Regions from separate parts of the Mus musculus genome. Here all the other regions are linked to region 1. Evidence: chromatin contacts called from public HiChIP or PLAC-seq data. All regions are on one chromosome and are shown on one strand. The core of a region is the stretch at or near the end of the contact, and the rest is flanking DNA. Distances in the headings are between cores, read along the strand shown. Region 1 holds the start of 1600020E01Rik (RIKEN cDNA 1600020E01 gene). Region 2 overlaps Anxa4 (annexin A4). Region 3 overlaps Pcyox1 (prenylcysteine oxidase 1).

Region 1 (4,332 bases), core at 1,354-3,853:
AAATAAATAAGCCAAGGCTATACAGAGAAACCCTGTCTCAAAAGACAAAAACAAGAACAAAACAAAACAAGACAAAAACTTGGAAGGCAGAGACAGGCAGATTTCTGAGTTCGAGGCCAGCCTGGTCTACAAAGTGAGTTAGTTCCAGGACAGCCAGTGCTACACAGAGAAACCCTGTCTCAAAAACAAACAAACAGGGCTGGTGAGATGGCTCAGTGGGTAAGAGCACCCAACTGCTCTTCCGAAGGTCCAAAGTTCAAATCCCAGCAACCACCCGTAATGAGATCTGATGCCCTCTTCTGGTGCGTCTGAAGACAGCTACAGTGTACTTACATATAATAAATAAATAAATCTTAAAAAAAAAAAATCCAAAAAATAAAAAAGACAAAAATTTTAAAAATATATAAGAAAAAAGAAAAGTTTGACATGTGATCTAAATGTAATTTCAATCAAAAAGCTCTTCTCTCCGACACCCACACAGCCACAGCCACTCCAGTACATGTTTGTTGCGCTATCCACTACCTACATCGGAGTACAAGCTGAGCCTGGTCTATAGACTAAGTTCCAAGACAGCCCCAGGGCTGTTACACAGAGAAACTCTTTCTTGAAAAACAACAACAACAAAAAAACCCCCAAGTCTTCTTTTGCTTGCCATGTGTGGTGCTACACATCTTTATTCCCAGAACTTTGGAGAGGCAGAGACAGACAGATGAATCGCTCGGAGTTCAAAGCCAGCCTGGTCTGCAAAAGAAGTTCCAGGCTAGCCAGGGCTACATGGCGATACCCTGTCTTAAAACAAGACAACAAAAACCCAACCTAATTTTTAAATGTGAGCCTAATAAATAGCTATTTGCAGACTTCAGTACATGATTTTAGGAATTATGGGTAGAAATAGCTGACCTAATTGGGAGCTTGAGTCTATTCCTGAGAAGTACCCTCACCTTCTAGACCAGGTGAGTTTAATAAATTTAAACATACCTAACTATACACTCATTTCCATGAGTATTTAACAAATTTAAATGAAGGTTATAACCTCTCTGTAATTATAATTCCATACCACATGCATCTGTGCTGCTTTTACGAAAAAAGCTGATTTATGACCTACATTGAACTTAATTGAATACACTGAATAGTGAAGGCCGCATGGTTTGAGGAGTCACAAGTTATGATTTATCTAATATTCCTCCATGCTCTGTCAATATTTAAAGAGAAATAGATGATTGGAACCAGGTAAAGTAACTTATTTTATCTGCTTAAAGGACTGGGATGGAGAAACCAGAAATCCATCCACAAGCAACTGAGGAAAGCAAGTCTCTAGGGAACTGCTCGCTTGCTCCCTTGGAGCCAGGTGGAGGGAAATGGGCCTCAGATGAGGCCAGATGAACAGATACTGAACTTTTGGGCAAGCCTGAATCACATCCTCTTCCTGTCCTCATCCAGAGGCTTTGTAAAATAATATTTGAGCCTAAACAAATGTCACTAACACCAGGAATAAGTGAAGGCACGGAACATACAAACAGGTGCGGGGCGGGGGGGGGGGGGGGGGGGGGGGGGGTTCTGAGTGGCTCCTTTAGAAATGACAAGTTCACACAAGTCAGTTCTTTTCTTTCTCTTTTTTTTTTTGAAACAGGGTATCACTTTGTAGCCCCAGCTGGCCTCAAATTCTCAAAGATCTACCTGTTTCTGTTTCCCCAGTGATGGGATTAAAGGTGTTTCCTACCATGCCCTCAACATGCCAGTGGTGGCACATCCTGTCATTCCAGTGTTTGTGAAGTGAGACAGGAGGATCCAGAGCTCAGTGCCTCTGCACTGAAAAAAAAAAACCACACACACAAAACTGTGGCGTAGTGGTAGACAGCTTGGCTAAAAAGTTAGAGATCCTATGTCTGATAACCAGCTCAGCAAAATTAAATTCTAAAACTCTGATTCAAATAAAAAAATCTGCAAAAGGTGCTCACCAGTAGAGAAATCAGAAGATATAGGTTCCATCCTGTGTAACCTTGGGTCATTCACTTCATTCATCTCTCTGGGATTGTCTTGCTCTGTTGGGGAAAAGAAAGAGAAATAAATACCCACTTCATGGAATTTTCAATTAAAAAAAATATATATTGCATGGGATAAAATGTTTAGAATGGAATCTGCTGTGGCACACCCACACCCACAATCTGTTCCTCTTGACTGTAAAGGTGGAAAAGTGGACATAACTGTGAACTTTAGGATCACTGGACAGTTGAATAGTGAGACATTGCCATTCTATGGCTTATTAGGCATAACAATCTTAAATCAGTTACAGCACCACCTGTACAACATCTAGAAAAAAACTAGAAATTTTTTCTAGATGCTTGGGTACTTGGTTACATACTGTGCACACACGCGCGCACGCACACACACAGGCACACACCTGCCTGCCATTACTCAGTTTTTTAAAAATCCCGTGTCAGGCCTGCATTTTATTTATTCTCCTGCCCACCAAGGGAATTAACTTTCTTCCAAAAGCACCTCTTGCTGTTTCATCCTATGGGAAATTCTGAGACTGATGAAAGGCACATTCTAGAGCTTTCAGACCCGGCCCAATTTTTCGATGGCGACACGTGTCGCCATTTTGTTGGGAAACATGGCCGCCAGCCCTCCCCGCTCGGGGGTGGGGTGGCGGTGGGGTGAGGAACGCCACGCTGGTCCTTTCGGCCAAGTATTAAACAACACGTTCCTTCACACGACCTCCTCCAGGCTGACTATGGCGGCGGCACGAGGAGCCGGCAAAGAAAGCACAAGGCGCTCTCCAGCGTCTCGAGGGCCATTTCCCGGCGGGAGGCCTCGGTCAGGGCGACCTCCCAAGATGGCGGCGGCGCCCAGGCTTGGCCGCCTCCCGAAAGCGTGGTCCAGGCGGCGGGCGAGCCAGCGCGGACATGCGGGGGGCCATGCCGGCACGCCGTCAGTGCGCACCGCTCCTCTAAGGTCTCGGGAACTATCGTGGGACATAAAACACGAGGGCAGGAGGTAGCGCCTCCGAGGGCTTCCCTAACCGGAGCCGACCAAGTGCAAACAAAGCATTATGTAAGTGGACGCCATTCCAGCGGCCCCCGTTCCTAACGCCACTAGCCCGAGCGGCACTCGCCGGGGCGGGTGACTCTCGCTCGAGTCTCTCTGCGTCGCGGACGCAGCCGCCGGACGGAGGCCAAGGTGGGGGCTGGGACCAGGCGCCCGGACGCCGGGGACGAAGGGGCCCCACGTGCCCAGCAGAGCGCGTGCACAGCCGCCGGGCCGCGCCTCGCCTCGCCGCCCCTCCCCCCACGGAAGCCAACGCGGGCCGCTCGCGCCCCCCCTCGCTGCCGCGCATGCGCCCTGGTCCCCTCCCGCGCACGTTTTCGACCCGCGGCGGCCTAGCTCCCGCCTGCAGCGGCCTCCGCCGATGCCTGTATCGCTCCGCCATCGAATCCTTGGGCGGACCGGGAAACAATTATCTGTCCCCGGCACAAAACCAGTATATTTTCCCAGTCCCCTGCCGGAGCCGCTAGGGTTAACAAAACACGTGCTCCCTCTCAATCTCTGCCGGGTCCCCAGTTTTGCCCACGTTGTCCGTTTTCAACCCGACGGCGGTGCCACCGGGTTATTTTTCTCAAGGGTCGCGCGCGCTGGCGCAGTCTTGTGACCTAAAAAAGCCGGTCCTCTTTTTTTTCTCCTAGGGGTCCTGCGCGGAAAGCACTTCCGGGGTCAGAGGGTACGCGGGGTTGAAAGCGGGCTTCCCGCCCCGCCCAGACCGCCGAGGCTGCCGCCGGAGTCGCCACCGCCGCGCCCTCGCCCACCCGCCCGTCGACCGCTCCCGGTCCCGCTCGCCCCCGTCGCCGCCGCCGCCAGTCCTGCGACGCCGCCGCGGCCTCCCGCCCGCGCCCGCCCGCTCCTGCGGCCCCCCGCTCGCCTCGCGCCGGCAGTTCGGGCCTACTCCTCCCCTCCCCCGCCAGCCGCCCAGGACTTGACCACGTAACGAGCCCAACTCCCGAACGCCGCCCGCCGCTCGCCATGGACGCCGGTGTGACTGAAAGCGGACTCAACGTGACTCTCACCATTCGGCTGCTGATGCACGGAAAGGAAGTAGGCAGCATCATCGGGAAGAAAGGGGAGTCGGTGAAGAGGATCCGCGAGGAGAGCGGCGCGCGGATCAACATCTCGGAGGGGAACTGCCCGGAGAGGATCATCACGCTGACTGGGCCTACCAATGCCATCTTTAAGGCCTTCGCCATGATCATCGACAAGCTGGAGGAAGATATCAACAGCTCCATGACCAACAGTACGGCGGCCAGCAGGCCCCCGGTCACACTTCGGCTGGTCGTGCCC
Region 2 (4,332 bases), core at 1,348-3,847, 250 kb before region 1:
TCTTTCCAGCCCCCACTACCAACACACACACACACACACACACACACACACACACACACCCCTTACAGAGGATCCAAATACAAATCCGAGAGAGGCATCACCAGAAATAGCAAAGTTCCCTCCATGAATCAGAAAGCCACAGTGGAAGCTTGAACAGTTCTGTTTTGTGCCTTTCTGCCAGAGTCAGCTTTAACTCTGGGAAGATTTGGGAGCAGAACCCCACCCTGGCCCAGGGAGGGTGTGGCAGACAGAGGTGCTACCCACACAGCTGGCAGGATCTGAGGTCTCTGGCAAAGCTGAGGCCTCAGAGAGAGAGACTGCTCTGTGCTCACTGTTTGCCTCAATCTGTGGAGGAAACCATGCTGCTTTTCTTGTGGCTGCCTCTACAGCCAGAAGGACAGGGCCACATCACATCCCTATCGTGCTCTGGGGCAGAAAGTTGCTCAGCAGGACAGCAGAAAGCCTACACACAGGCTGAAGCTCTTCCCTTCCCTCCTGCTGTGTGCCTGAGCCCAGGAGCAGAGATGGACTTCAGGTGTCTTTTCTCTGCTTCCTGACTTGTTGGTATTGACAGTGTGTCTCCCTGAGCCTGGACCTCACTGATTGGGCTAGGCTGACTGGTCAGTGAGCCCTAGGAATCCTCCTGCCTCCATCCCTGGAGAACTAGAGTTACAGACTCACTGCCATGACTTTTTCTCTTTTATTATTATTAAACACTGGCGCTTGAGGATCTGGTCTCAAATCTCCATGCTTGTACACCAAATACTTTGCCCACTGAGCCATCCCACCAGGCACCCTCTGTACTTTTTAAATGCTTTATTTATTTCTATTTTATGTGCAATGGTGTTCTGCCTGCAGGGATGTCTGTGTGATGGTGTCAGATCCTCTGAAACTGGAGTTATAGACAGTTGTGAGCTGTCATGTGGGTGCTGGGAATTGAACCCAGGTCCTTTGGAAGAGCAGTCAGTGCTTCTGACCACTGAGCCATCTCTCCAGACACCCTACTATACTTTTTTAAACTTTTGTTTGTTTGTTTGTTTGTTTGAGACAGGGCTTTTGTAGCCCAGGATGGCCTTATTATGTAGCTAAGGATAAACTTGAGTTTCTCATCCTCCTGCCTCTATCTCTGAAGAGCTGAAGTTAGAGGCTTGAGCCACCATGCACAGTTTTAAAAAACAACTTAAAACGTTGAATATAGGCCAGGCATTGGTGGCACAAGCCTTGTTGAGTCCCAGCTCTTGGGATTGTGAGGCAAGCAGATTTCTATATGTTTGAGGCCAGCCTGGTCTACAGAGTTTCAGCACAGCCAGGGCTACACACAAAAGAAACCCTTTCTCGAAAAACTAAACCAAGCCAAACCAAACAATGACAACAAACACCAACCCCCCTTGAAAAGAAAAAAAGATTGAATATGGATAAGTAGTGATTGCATGTATCTGGGATGCAAAGTGATACTGTACTTTAGGAATACATAGTGAGTAATTAAATCAAGTTACTTGGCATATCCACCACCCCAGCCTCTTCACTTTTCTTTATGGTGAGAATATTTAAGATTTACTCTCAGTGATTTTGAAGCAGGAGATGATTTTTGTCCCATTCACCGCACCATACGACGACTCCTCCCTTCACTGATGTGTTGGAGCCTTTTGGCCATCGACCTTCCTTCCCAGACTCCCAGCTCCAGAAACCACCACTGTCCTCCCTCAAACTCTCTACCCTTTTGCCTCCACTTCCTGGATGCTGGAAGACACCTGGTGCAAGCCCCCAGGCCCTGTGCTCTCCCTGAGTGATTACAGTCCACGTGCACTGCAGGTCTTCTCCATCTGGCTTTTCTCACTTAGCACAACGCTCCTTTCTCTGATTTGTTGTCAAAGGACCACATAGCCTTTAAAAGTCAAAAAGCAACCCAGATGTGGATTTCCCACTTTCTCTTTGTCCTCCACTTGCTGATGGTTAGGTTGATTGTATGGTTGGCTGCTGTTGAGTGGTGCTGCTATTGGGTTCTGTTCAGTTTTATTGTTTGGTGGGGGTGGTGTTAGGAGTGGCCCGAGCTTCACACAGGTGGGCAAGGGTTCTAAAGTCACACTCCTCCAGTCCTAGGCTTTTTAAGGATTTACTTATTTTTGTTTCACATTTAAGAGTATTTTGTCTGTCTGTATGTCTGTGTATTTACTAAGTGCATGTCTGGTGCCTTGGCAGACCAAAAAAGGGAGTCAGATCCTCTGGAAGGGGAGTCAAGGACAGTTGTGAACCACTATGTCAGTATTTGGAACTAAACCTAGGTCCTCTGCAAGATCAGCAAGTGCTCTTAATTACTGAACTCTCTTCTCTGTTCAGCTCCCTCCCCTGGTCCAGTTTTAACTTTAAAAATTGTTTGTTACATTTTGCCTGGATTTTTTTGTGGGGTGGGGGGTACGTGCCGCATTGTGTGTGAAGGTCACAGGACAAGCTTAGCACGTCGATTCTCTCTCTCCACCATGTGGATTCTAAGGCTTGAACTCAGGTCTCGGGGCTTGGCAGCAAGTGCCTTTACCAGCTTAGTGATCTCAGCTGCCCTAGTTTTAGCATTTTTGAGGAACCTCCTGGTCACTTCTCATGACTGATGAGCCAACATGACATCTGTACCCCGAGTGCATGGGGTTCCCCTTTCTCCACACCTCCTGCTCCCCACTCTCCCCACAAGAACTAGAGATTGGTACTGATGGGTTCAGCACGAGATCCGAATATGCCTAGCACAGTGTACCTACACCTTCCTAAAGGAAGACTGTGAAACTAAGGGACCCGCCACAGGTCTGTGAGGGCTTCCGATTCCAAAATCATCCCAGATTGATCAGGAAACATGATGTAACCCAAAGAAAGAGCCTCATTGTTGGCAGTCTCCCTTTAAGTGACTGTTACACTGAGAAGACAAAATTTTACCCATGATGCTGTGGGAAAGCCATGTGGGCTTTTGGATTTTGCTGAGTCAGTTTGCTTTGGAGTGGGTGTTCGTAAGTGGGAGGCATGGGCAATAGGTTCCCAGAAGCAATTGCTAGCCTAAGGCCATGTCTTTCATATCAGAAAATGCACAGATCATACATGATTAAGGATTTTTATAAAGGATTTTTTAAAGGACACATTTTTAAAAAAGATTTATTTTCTTATTTATTTATTATATAAGTACACTGTAGCTATCTTTAGACACACCAGAAGAGGGCATCAGATCTCATTACAAATGGTTGTGAACCACCATGTGGTTGCTGGGATTTGAATTCAGGACCTCTGAAAGAGCAGTCAGTGCTCTTAACCACTGAGCCATCTTTCCAGCCCTAAAGGACACATTTTAAGGAAATGGAAAGATAGCTTGGCTAGAACCCGAGTTTGGTCCTCTGAACCCAGACCGACCATCTGGACGTGGAGGTACATACTTAGAGGCAACATGAATGGTCTATTTGGCAAGCTCCAGGCCAGTGAGAGATGTGGTCTCAAAAGACAGGATGCTTAAGAAGGAATGACACCTAAAGTTGACCTTTTGACCTCCACACTCACATGTATGCACATACCTACATACATACATGCACCCAAAAGAGCATGTATGTGCACATGCACACATACACAAAAGCTGAGGTAAAATACACATAAATTGAATTAGTTACCGTGTCTAAGTATAGAGTCACATTATTTTTGCAGCCATCGCCAGCCAGCATTTATCCACAGAACTCAGTTTCATCCTGTAAGTCTGCATCAGGGAAGCTGTGAATAGATAGTCCGTGACAACAGACACATAGAGGGAAAGTCTATTGCGAGAGAATGACCCGCAGGTTTACCTTGGCCTGATAGCAGCCATCTTGCTTGCATCTAACCACCGTGATTGCCTCTGAGTAGCTCTGGTTGGTCTCTAACCTCTCCTTTCCACGTGGCTTCCTAGCTTACAACCAAACAAAAACCACTAAGGTGATGATGGATGGGGGCTTTACTACTACCAGACTCTGGTGCCGGGACTTCCTGTCTCTTTGATATTTGCTTGAGGTAAGATAGGTACGTTCTGGGTTGGGTGGAGTCACTTTTGTCCTAATGCCTGACAAAAGAGCCACCTGGCATTGCTGCTGGGTAAAAACCTCTTCTATCACTAAGTGCCCAGAAAGTTTCACTCTGAACAATCTTGGATCTGTTTCACTTGATCCCACTGTTGTGTACAGTCAGTTCTCACATATGGGGCCAGATTGTTCTAGAACAAATAGTAGTAAAGAGAATAGAGAGATGTTGTCAGGTTCACAATGTGTTTACCATTCTAAGAATTTGGGGTCATAGCTTGATTAGTCCTCATATTACTAATTCTTGGTATTGATTCTA
Region 3 (4,332 bases), core at 856-3,355, 140 kb after region 1:
TGGAAGAGCAGTCAGCATTCTTAACTGCTGAGCCATCTCTCCAGCCCAAATAAATAAATCTTGAAAAAAAGAGAAAGACAGAATTCAAGATGGGTAACTCCTGGGGGTGACACTTGAGGTTAGCCTCTGGCCTCCAAATACAGACACACTCTTGTACGTGTACACAAAGAAGACCAAGAATGCTGCAGAATTATTTGTAGAAGGCCTGAAATTAAGTGTTAGAAGCACTAAAAACTGCATGTTTTACCATGCCCTCTAGGAAACCCCACCAAGATGTATGAAGTGGTATATAAAACAGGATCTGAGACCCATTCTGACTTCTATGACATTGTCCTCGTGGCTGCTCCTTTGAACCGGAAGATGTCCAACATAACTTTCCGAAATTTTGATCCGCCCATCGAGGAATTCAATGACCCATATCAACAGCTGGTGACAACTTTCATCAAAGGAGAACTCAATTCCACTCTCTTCAGCTCCAGACCCAAGGATCAGTTTGGCCTCTCGGCAATTCTTGTCACTGATGACTCCGATATGTTTATTAACAGTCTGTCCATTGTGGCCTCTGTAAGACAGAAGGAGGGTCCCCCACCCGCGGTGGATGGCATGCACGTGTGGAAGACCTTCTCCAGGGACATCCTCACCAAAGAACAAATTTCAAAGCTCTTCCTGTCCTATGATTATGCTGTGCGGAAGCCATGGCTGTCCTATCCTCACTATGAGCCTCCTCAGAAATGTCCCTCCATCATCCTCCACGACCGGCTCTATTACCTCAATGGCATCGAGTTTGCGGCCAGCTGCATGGAAATGAGCGCCATTGCCGGCTACAACGCAGCTCTCCTCGCCTACCACCGCTGGAACGGCAATGAGGACATGATTGATCAGGACGACCTGTATGAAAGGCTTAAGACGGAGCTGTAACTGAGCACTGCCCCTCCCCCGAGCGTCCTGCTCTCGAAGGACCGAGTCAGCAGAGAGGAATTTGAACCTTTCCTGGTACTCCTCATGTGGGTCATGAGAAAACACAGCGTTCCTGTTCCTCGGAGAATGTGTTCTTCTGTCAGAATGTCATCACTCTGGATTTGGGGGCGGTACAGGAGGATTGAACCTGAGGCCCCGTGCATGCTGGGCAAGTGTTCCCCTCTTGAGCTGAGCTATATCCCTAGCCCTCCTTTGTGGTTTTTCTTTTGAGACTGGGTCTCACTAAGTTGTCCAGGTGGAATCCTCCTGCCTCAGTCTCCGGAGAGCCTGGGATTTGATTCCAGGCCCTCCACATGAGGCGTGGCTGGATAACTGGGGAAACATTGGATTTTCCCAGGCTTGTCTGGTTTTAAGAGTCACCTGGAACTTCATAAACATCTGGGTTAGGTCATTGGGCTGGTGTGGGCCTGGGTTTGTTTAGATTGTAATCTTTTCTTGTCTCTCTTTTCTTCTTTGGGGGATGTTACAACTAGGGTCTTAGTCTGCACCCCAGGCTGGAACTCATTATGCAGCCCAGGCTGGTCTTGAAATCACAGCAATCCTCCTGTCTCAGCCTCCTATGTGCTGGAATACAGATGTTTCCCAGTTCCTGGCAGTTTATACTCTTTTGATGAGAATGTTCTCAAAGCCTGAAGTCCTGACTTTAAGAATGTGACTTTTGATTGCTTCTGCCTCGGCTTTATCAGGGATAGATTCAGAGATAGAAGCAGAGATAGCCTGTGATTTGGAACCAAATATATAAACTATTAACTTGAGAAACTATTTAATATATAAACTATTAACTTGAGGAGGTCTGTTTTTCTATACTGTGGGGATTGAACCCAGGACCCCGAGTATCCCAGACAAATGCTCTACCACTGAGCTACATTGCCAGCCTCAAGAGCTTCAGGATCGACATCCAGAGAATGGAATTTCCTAGGTTGAAGATGGGGTCTTGGCTCTAAAGCTTTGTCAAGATCAAGTTCCTCGCATGCAGCCAAGGGTGAGCAGGTCCTGGGTGTCAGATAGAGAGCTTTGAGTGCCTTAAAAGTGCTAAGCAACACAAATCAAAACCACAGCAGACCGGTGCCAGAGGTGACTGGCTGCTCGATGGTTAATCAGCTGTGGTCTCCAAGGGAACGAACACTAGAGCAGAGGCGGCCTGAGTGAGCCCAGAGCAGTTGGCCTTAGAACCAGGTCTTCATGGCTGCGTGAGTTCAGAGGGACGCGTATCAGATGCTGGGCATGCGCAGTGAGGGGCCGTTGCTGAAATCTTAATACAGTGGCGCTCAGTTGTAGCTGCACATGGGAGTCAGATTTCTCTTACGTAGACAAGCTCAAGAAATCTGGTGTTTAGTCCACTGCTCATAGGTCTCCAGTGACTATCATAGCCACTAGTATTAAGAGGGAAAAAAAGTAATTTTGCCTGCTTTGGTGGTACTTGCCTGTCATCCATACCTTTGTGACAAAGCGAGAGGATCAAAAGTTCAGAGCCAGCCTGGGCTGTGGCAACACCCTATCTCAAGGAATAAAAATCAAAACTCTTCACCAGGTTATAGCGTTGCTTCAATAAAGCGGTCTTAAAAAGCCTGATTCTTAAAAATTATTTTTCCCTACTCTAGCTGTAGGAATTAATAATGTGTGGAGAAAGCAGCGGTGATATATTTGATATGGTGACAGAAATTAAATTCATAGTTTAATCAGAAGGTTGGCTTTTTTCTAATTCATTTAGAGACATTTGTATTTTTTTCTGCTGTGGTGTTAAGGAATGTGGTTTGTCAAAAACACAACACTCAGAAATATAGCACTCTCGTGGATTCGTACGGTGGATTTGTGCAGCGCGCCTCCTCAGAGCGGGAGTGTTTCATGACCCCTAGTGGGCACCCGGAACTGGGAAGCAGTGAGCCCCACATGTTCTATTTTCCACATGTACAATATACCTGTGGTAAAGTGTTAATTTATAAATTTGGCACAGTAAGAGATTAACAACAATAATTATAAAATAGAAGAATTGTAACAATTGGAAGTCAATTAAAACTTACAACTTCTGGTCTGTTTCTCTTCTTTTTCTTTTCTTTCTTTCTTTCTTCTTTTTTTTTTTTCTTTTTCATTTTGTAGACAGGGCCTCACTATGTAGCGTTGGCTGGCCTCAAGTCATACAGACAGCCTGCTTCTGCCTCCTGGGTCCTGGCATTAAAGGTGTGTGCCTTCACATCCACCAGCTCTTTCTGGTATTTTCCACTGAGTATTTTCAGACCAGCAAAAGCAGCAGCACCTAAGCGGGGGGGGGGCGCTGCAGATGCAGGGACATACAGGATAACTAAGTTTCTACCGTTTGTGGACTTGATTTGCAATGGGATATACTTAGGCTTGTAATTTAAAGTTTTGCTGGTGGGCCAGAGAGTTGTCTCAGTGGTTTAGAGCTACAGGCAAAGTACACATTTATGTCAATTTAAAAAATTAAGAAAAATCTTTAGCCAGATGTGGTGGCACATGCCTTTAATCCCAGGGCTTGGGAGACAGAGGCAGACAAATCTCCTGAGTTCAATATAGAGGCAGGTGGATCTTTGTGAGTGCAAGGCCAGCCTGGTCTACATAGTGAGTTCCATCCAGGACAGCCAGGGTAACACACTGAGTCCTTGTCTAAATTAATAATAGTAGGAGTAGCAATAAATAAATAAATAAATAAATACAGAGCAAAGTGTGAGCCCCTGTTTCAAAAAAAAAAAAAAAAAAAAAAAAGGATATAACCTACTGAGCATGCTCATAGTTCAACAAGGAAAGATGGTGAAGATTGACAACCTTCTCCCTTCCAATAAGCACAGCTTCTGTGTAAAGACTGGGCCAGAAAATTCCCAGGGAGGTCTCAATCCGGATTCTGGGTGGAAGATCACATCTGTTGGCTGGTGTCACGAGGAGCGTCTGCAGCTGGAAGGACAGCTATAGGAGGGGGTAGTGAGGGATCAGAGAGAGACTGATCCCCTTTGGGCTGTTACAGGACAGCTTCTTGCCCTTGCTCTCAGTTGTCCCCTCACCCCAAGCTTTACAGACGCTTGGCAATTGGAGCTGCCCCAAGCACCAAAGCAGGTGAGCTTGTGGCCTTGGGTCCAGCATGTTCACTCTGGACTCTTGACTTGTTTGCTCTGCCTGGAGCTACAGGGATAAGCCAAAGGTGTGGGAGTAAAGGTACTGACCATGGGCAGAGAAGAGTTAAACTTCTCAAGAGGAGGCAGAGAGAGATACAGAGGGGAAGTTCCCAAGTTAGCCCTCTGAAGGAAGGGGCGTTCTCTCAGGACAGTTTGATGGGCTTTGTCTTTTTAAAAAATGTTTATTATTTTATGTGTATATGTTTTTGTCTGCACCATGTGGGTGCCT

The links. HiChIP or PLAC-seq counts read pairs in DNA pulled down with a chosen protein or histone mark.
Region 2: a contact with region 1 is called in an H3K4me3 HiChIP or PLAC-seq map of bone marrow-derived macrophages, with 2.0 times the contacts expected there. The contact joins the enhancer-like site here to the promoter of 1600020E01Rik in region 1. A contact is called at or near these places in 1 of 484 Hi-C or Micro-C datasets (nephron progenitors), 3 of 115 datasets of contacts at active chromatin or transcription factors (bone marrow-derived macrophages, embryonic stem cells and pancreatic cancer cells) and 2 of 9 other capture datasets (liver and pancreatic islet).
Region 3: a contact with region 1 is called in an H3K4me3 HiChIP or PLAC-seq map of embryonic stem cells, with 15 read pairs. The contact joins the enhancer-like site here to the promoter of 1600020E01Rik in region 1. A contact is called at or near these places in 7 of 39 promoter capture datasets (the C10 cell line, the HPC-7 cell line, cranial neural crest and 4 more), 1 of 15 datasets of contacts at CTCF or cohesin (embryonic stem cells), 11 of 484 Hi-C or Micro-C datasets (B cells, CD4 T cells, the G1E-ER4 cell line and 4 more), 10 of 115 datasets of contacts at active chromatin or transcription factors (the HPC-7 cell line, the SCID.adh cell line, effector CD8 T cells and 5 more) and 4 of 9 other capture datasets (adipose tissue, embryonic stem cells, liver and 1 more).

What each region holds. Positions count from the first base shown.
Region 1 is chr6:86,525,601-86,529,932 of GRCm38.p6, reverse strand. It overlaps 1600020E01Rik (RIKEN cDNA 1600020E01 gene), which reads right to left and starts at 2,603. Exons shown (of 5, transcript NR_037960.1): 1 at 2,500-2,603; 2 at 1,959-2,042. Pcbp1 (poly(rC) binding protein 1) reads left to right here and starts at 3,744. Exons shown (of 1, transcript NM_011865.4): 1 at 3,744-4,332. The coding sequence starts at 4,018. Gm38676 (a long non-coding RNA gene) reads right to left here and starts at 1,169. Exons shown (of 2, transcript XR_869219.1): 1 at 527-1,169.
Region 2 is chr6:86,777,681-86,782,012 of GRCm38.p6, reverse strand. The region is part of intron 1 of Anxa4 (annexin A4); the gene reads left to right. Among named protein-coding and RNA genes, the nearest start is that of Anxa4, 14 kb to the left of the region's middle. Within about 2 kb of position 2,597, at least 34 of the 459 cell types and tissues checked have an H3K27ac peak or open chromatin away from gene starts, as enhancers often do. A contact at or near this core is called in bone marrow-derived macrophages, where this site is marked.
Region 3 is chr6:86,385,299-86,389,630 of GRCm38.p6, reverse strand. Pcyox1 (prenylcysteine oxidase 1) reads left to right here. Exons shown (of 6, transcript NM_025823.4): 6 at 260-3,625. The coding sequence ends at 918. Among named protein-coding and RNA genes, the nearest start is that of Gm52865, 4.8 kb to the right of the region's middle. Within about 2 kb of position 2,105, at least 20 of the 459 cell types and tissues checked have an H3K27ac peak or open chromatin away from gene starts, as enhancers often do. A contact at or near this core is called in liver, pancreatic islet and trophoblast stem cells, where this site is marked.